Regions from separate parts of the Mus musculus genome. Here region 1 is linked to region 2. Evidence: chromatin contacts called from public promoter capture Hi-C data. All regions are on one chromosome and are shown on one strand. Each heading gives the region's core, a stretch centred on a gene start, on an enhancer-like site or on the middle of the called end of the contact. The rest is flanking DNA. Distances are from core to core; before and after follow the strand shown.

Evidence for each region. Promoter capture Hi-C pulls out the DNA fragments that hold promoters and counts their contacts.
Region 1: a promoter capture Hi-C map of cranial neural crest shows a contact between it and region 2. The contact joins the enhancer-like site here to the promoter of Actr5 in region 2. A contact is called at or near these places in 6 of 39 promoter capture datasets (3T3-L1-derived adipocytes, the C10 cell line, cranial neural crest and 3 more) and 3 of 115 datasets of contacts at active chromatin or transcription factors (SST interneurons, embryonic forebrain and pro-B cells).

What each region holds. Positions count from the first base shown.
Region 1 is chr2:160,803,907-160,806,606 of GRCm38.p6, reverse strand. All of the region lies in intron 2 of Zhx3 (zinc fingers and homeoboxes 3), which reads left to right. Among named protein-coding and RNA genes, the nearest start is that of Zhx3, 68 kb to the left of the region's middle. Within about 2 kb of position 1,311, at least 70 of the 459 cell types and tissues checked have an H3K27ac peak or open chromatin away from gene starts, as enhancers often do. A contact at or near this core is called in 3T3-L1-derived adipocytes, where this site is marked.
Region 2 is chr2:158,623,424-158,626,188 of GRCm38.p6, reverse strand. Actr5 (ARP5 actin-related protein 5) reads right to left here and starts at 1,276. Exons shown (of 9, transcript NM_175419.4): 1 at 673-1,276. The coding sequence starts at 1,047.

The sequences.
Region 1 (2,700 bases), core at 62-2,561, 2.2 Mb before region 2:
TCGGGCCTTATTGATAGAATATTAAATAATAAGTTTCCCCAGGCTGTGGTGCTGGTGCCTGTGTGTAAGGAGAGCAAGTCTCGCTGGGATGAAGGTGACTTCTGGGCACTCTGTAGAGAAAGTGGGAGTATTTCCCTAGCCTGATTTATTTTCAGCTGGACATGAGGTATTCTGCTAGTTGGTGTTGGCAGCTGGCCTGGTACTGTCGATAGAGCTCCTATTTGGCTGCCTTCTCTTGCTAGGTTGGGGGTTGGGTAGCATTGAGCCTGCTACCTTTTTCTGTTGTGTGATGGAGGGGTATCATAACATGCCCAGCTGCATGTTGTTCCTGGGTTGTTAACCGTTATTCTTCCTTCCTCTGTCTTTCCAACATCCTTTGATTGCCTCTTGTGTTACTCCCATTGTACTTAGAGAGGTAGGTGAGAAGTGAGCTCATGGCTTATCCCTGTTGCCCAGCTCATGGCACTCGCTGTTCTGTTTAGTCACTCATCTTTTAGATAATAGGATTGTTTTCAACAGTTACAACTTTAAACTTCCTAAAGTGGATGAGGGACTTCTGGTGGAGGCTTTCCAACAGCCTCAGGGTCTGAAAAGCTTTCTTACAGGACAGACCCATGGAAGGCTGTTTCTTATCTGTCTTTCCCTTACCTGGCTGTTGATGTATTTTTCATGTCTGCTTTAGAAAGGCAGCCCCTTCCTTGTTCTTAAACTTGATGAATAATACAGTATGTTTTTATACCTCTAGCACAGTTAAGACAAATAAACTGTAGTTTTGTAGGGACTTTTCTTAGCTTTTTGATCAATGCCAAATCCCTGTTGACAGGGATTTTATTTTAAATTCAACTATGTAAATTTTACCCATCAGTTAACTGTAAGATATTTAATTTTTATCTGAGTATTTAAATTTATGAACTGAAAAATATTCTTATATATGAGTTTTTTACATTCTTTTCTTGCAAACAAAAGACTTGAGGTCACCTCAGTTCTTCCACAGTAAATATGCCTTTGAAAAATCAGAATAATTCCTAACATTGGAAGCCAGAGACTGTTTTATGTAGTTTACAATAGTAATTTTGCACAAATGATTTCAGGTTAAAATTGCATACTATTTATTCCCACCCATTTCCTTTATTGGCTGTGACACACAGGAATTACGCCCATTGCTTAACTAACCTTTCTGACCTTTTGTTACTTGGCTATAAATTGACTTGGGTCTTTTGCAAAAAAACACTTGGGGGGGGGGATCTTTTTGTTAGAACCCAGCCAATTCCTGCTTCAGTGCAGAACAGTTTGTTCTCTTGAAGGAATGAGCCAGTTCAGTGAGCAGAAAAACACAGCCATAAACTGGCATCAGCAGGGCCTGCAAAGATGATTGCCCATGGTCATTCCACAAAGCAAGGGACTCGCAAAAGAATGAGGTTTTGGAGAGAGAAATATGCTTTTGAGCTCCACTGACTTTAGGTAAATATAATTGACTTTCTAAAGTGAGTTGTGAACACATGAAAAGGGTTTTCTTCCTGTGCTCTGGTGGACATGAACATTTTAACTATTTAAACAGGAGTATAGTGGAATGCTCTTCTGCTGTTCCATTGTCCCCGTGACTGTGCTTGGGCATGAAGAGGTGCACTTCACCAGATCTGCCCAGCAGGGTGGGAGCAGCTTCTGCTCTGCATACAGACACTTACTGATTGATGGCACCTTGGAAGGCTTGAGTGCTGGCCCACCCTCCAAAGAAGACGCTGATGGCAGCTGATGAATTAGAAGAAAACATGAAACATTTTACACAATTGTGAGGCAGATATAATAATAGAAAACACACAAATCACAGTATTTGACAAAGTGATTGGTAGAAATGAGGGCATTTATAAGGGCTTTTTTTTTTTTTAGCTTTTTGATCAGTGTTGTTTAAGATTGTTAGGAGACTATTTAGGAGTTTGCTAGATGGAAGGGTCTCGTTGCTGCTTAGCTTATCCTGCAGTGTACTCAAGAAGCTTTCTTTCTTTAAAAAAAAAAAGTTTCTGGGAAAATATGGCTTTAAAGTTATGGAGTAATGAGACCCTCTGGAATTTAAGGTACTAGTAGAATTACACTTGGAACTAACGTTAAGAGTGGGGAAGGGAGCGAAACGAGCTGACTATAGACTGTGTGCTGTACATCTCAGTCATGGCATGAAACAGCCTAGAATGTCTTCTGTCGGCACTAGGGCTGAAGATATTCCAGAAACCAGAGATTGCCTTGGCAGAACAGGGTGAGGAAAAGTACATTTGAGCATAAAAAAGGCAGATTGAACCAAACTAAGGAAGGGCCATAATACCAGGCTGAAGTGGTTTCTGCATGAAGTCAGTAGAGATAGTGATCCGTGTCCTGGGAAGGCAGATAGGTTGTGACTTGGACGACCATATGGGAAGCACAGGTGCAGGTAGTGTAGGTCACTGAAGTCTCTGCAGCAAATAAGGAGAGGACACTGCTCAGGGATGACCTTGGTGGAGAAAGGAGGCAGGAGGCAAGAAGTCTCCTGAACTTTCAACATGCTGTCAAAGACTCATATACACACACTATCATGTCCACTGTAGTAGACTCAGTGCTGTTTCACTCCAATATTGTATCAGAGAAAGCCGAGGTTGGGGAGATTCCGTGTTTCCCCAAACCTAAGTATCCTGTACGAGGAAGCAGCTGAGTCAGAGTTGGAACCCAGGTTAT
Region 2 (2,765 bases), core at 27-2,526:
CCAGACACGAGGACTAGAGAGAACACATTAGAACCCAACTCTGTTTCCCAGCACCTAATCTCTGACTCCAGTCACAGAAGATCACCTGCCTAAGGCACCTACACTCTTGTACACATTCTCACACATATAACTTTGAAATAATACATCTTTTAAAAGGTGCTCACGGGCCATTTTAAAGAATACATTTCATCTCTATTGGAGATTATTTTGGGAAGCCAAAATAACATGATCAATTTAAGCTTTTCGTAGGTCTGTCTGTCTGTTGGTTTTTTGTTTTTTTAAGATAAGGTTTCTCTGTGTAGCCCTGGCTGGCCTTGAACTCACAAACATCTGCCTGCTTCTGCCTACCGAGTGCCCGGATTAAAGGGCCGTGAACCCATGCCCGGTTCATTTTAAGTTTATTAAGTCAAGCTTTGGCTAAACTGTTAACTGATAAACCCCGTTGGTTTTATCTTCAAAATACTTCCAGGATCGGACTGGTGCTGGTAAAACTCATCTCACTTGGACTATTGCAAACTGGACCCTTGTGCCTGAGACAGCCCATCCTCTGGAAGATAAAGACTTCGTGGTGTACCCTTAGCTCCTAGCACAAGGCTGACGAACTTGTGTTCAATACCCTACTGCCTGGCATGACGGCTGAAGCCGAGCGCGCCCTGCCCGGCAGGCCCTCACCTGCGAGGAGACGCCGAGGTGCTGGAAGCTGTAGTCCAGCAGCAGTTCCTGCAGTTCCAGGTTGACCGGGACGTTGCGATCGAAGGGCGAGCGCAGCATCCAGCGCAGAGGCTCCAGGCTTCCCAGCGCGTTGCCCACCTGCGGCCCCGGCCCGCCGCGCGCCCCGCCGCGGCCGCGCGCACACACGGCGCGGAACTGCAGGCGAGGCTCGGGACCGGGGTCCGGCCCGGGGCACGCCCACCCGGCCCGAGCCTGGAACGACCCGTTGTCCAGCACCAGAGGCACCGGCTGCGACCCGAAGGCCACCGGCCCGGCTTCGAGCACGGGATCCGGAGCAGAGCGGGCATCTCGGAAGCGGAACACGTTGGCCTCCATCTTGGCCAGCGCCGGTCCCGCCCCGAAGCCGAGTGCGTCACGAAACCCCGGGCCGCGTCTGAGTCTCTGGGCCCCGAAGCGTCCGGAAGCCTCCTCCTTACGGGAGGACTCGCTGGTTTCAGCACCTGATTCCCGCCTGGCGCTCCAGAACTTTCTGTGGGTTTCTATTCCCCGCTGATCCAGGCCTCAAGTCCAACCGTAGCTCCAGCTTGTCCGCAACAGCCTCCTTGTGGCCACGCCTCTTCGCGCTAACTGGCTGTCCACGAGCCCCGCCCCCAGCTCCGAACATGGAGGCGTAGCCACGCCCCTTGCTCTAACTAAGGGACCAAAGGCTCCACCCACACTGGGCTGGACTCCGCCCCTCCCTGTCCCCTTACTCTCCCTTGGTCTCTGTCTGCATAGCCTTGCAGATCTAGCCCTTAGTTTTGTGACCGTGTTAAGCTAATCTCCTTCCCCTTTGACTTCTTTTTCTGTTCATTTGTTTATTTATTGCGTGATGGGTGTGGGAGCGTGCCAAGATGCCTGTTCTCTTCACCCAATAGGTTCCAGGGATGGAACTCAGGGCCCTCAAGGGCCCAGTCAAACTCCAAACTCTGAGGTACTACTAACTTCAGTTTCTGGGAGTGGCAGCTAAAATGAATATTTAGTGAGTTTGTAAAAATTCATCAAGCTGTCTACTTAAGATTGAATATTTCACTTTTTGTTTTGTTTTGTTTGGTTTGCTTTTTTGAGACAGGGTTTCTCTGTGTAGTTCTGGTTATCTTGAACTTACTCTGTAGACCAGGCTGGCCTCGAACTCAGAAATCCGCCTGCCTCTGCCTCCCAAGTGCTGGGATTAAAGGCGTGTGCCACCACTGCCCTGCTTTGTTTTTGGTTTTGTCTTTGTTTTTGTTTTTAATCATGTCGTTGTATCTCATGCTGGCCTTCAACTCTCAGCCATCCTCCTGTTCCAGCCTTTTATGTATTAGGGTTATTGACATCTCACACACACACACACACACACACACACACACACACACACAGATACACACACAGACACACCAGTTTACCCCTTGTTTTGGAGTGCATTCTATAAAAGCTTCTGGAATACAGAAGAGGATATGGGAGATAATTTTTTTGAGACTGGATCAAGTGGGAGATAATTTTTTTGAGACTGGATTAAGTGTCTTCATTTTATCCATTGCCTGATTGAACATTTGACTGAATTCCTACCAGGACGGCTCCACCCGATAAGATTGCCCTGAAAGCCTGCTGACCATCCTCCCCTCTCCCACCCACCACCCAGCTTGCAGCTGTTGTTTGGGGCTTAGACACCCTGATCACCACTCCAGCATTGTTTTTTTTTTCTCTTTCCTCTTTCCCCAAGCACGCCACGACAACTCAAGTTTTCTGTTTTCTTGATTGCTGTATTTTCTTTCTTCTTTTAAGCTTTAGCCCTGCACTTTGAAGGCTGGTTTATTTACATGACGTTTTAAGAAAAGTGGCAAAAAAAAAAAAAAAAAAGCCGGCCTTGGTGGCGCACGCCTTTAATCCCAGCCCTCAGGAGGCAGAGGCAGGCAGATTTCTGAGTTCGAGGCCAGCCTGGTCTACAAAGTGAGTTCAGGACAGCCAGGGTTATACAGAGAAACCCTGTCTCGAAAAACAAAAAAACAAAGAAAGAAAGAAAGAAGGAAGGAAGGAAGGAAGGAAGGAAGGAAGGAAGGAAGGAAGGAAGGAAG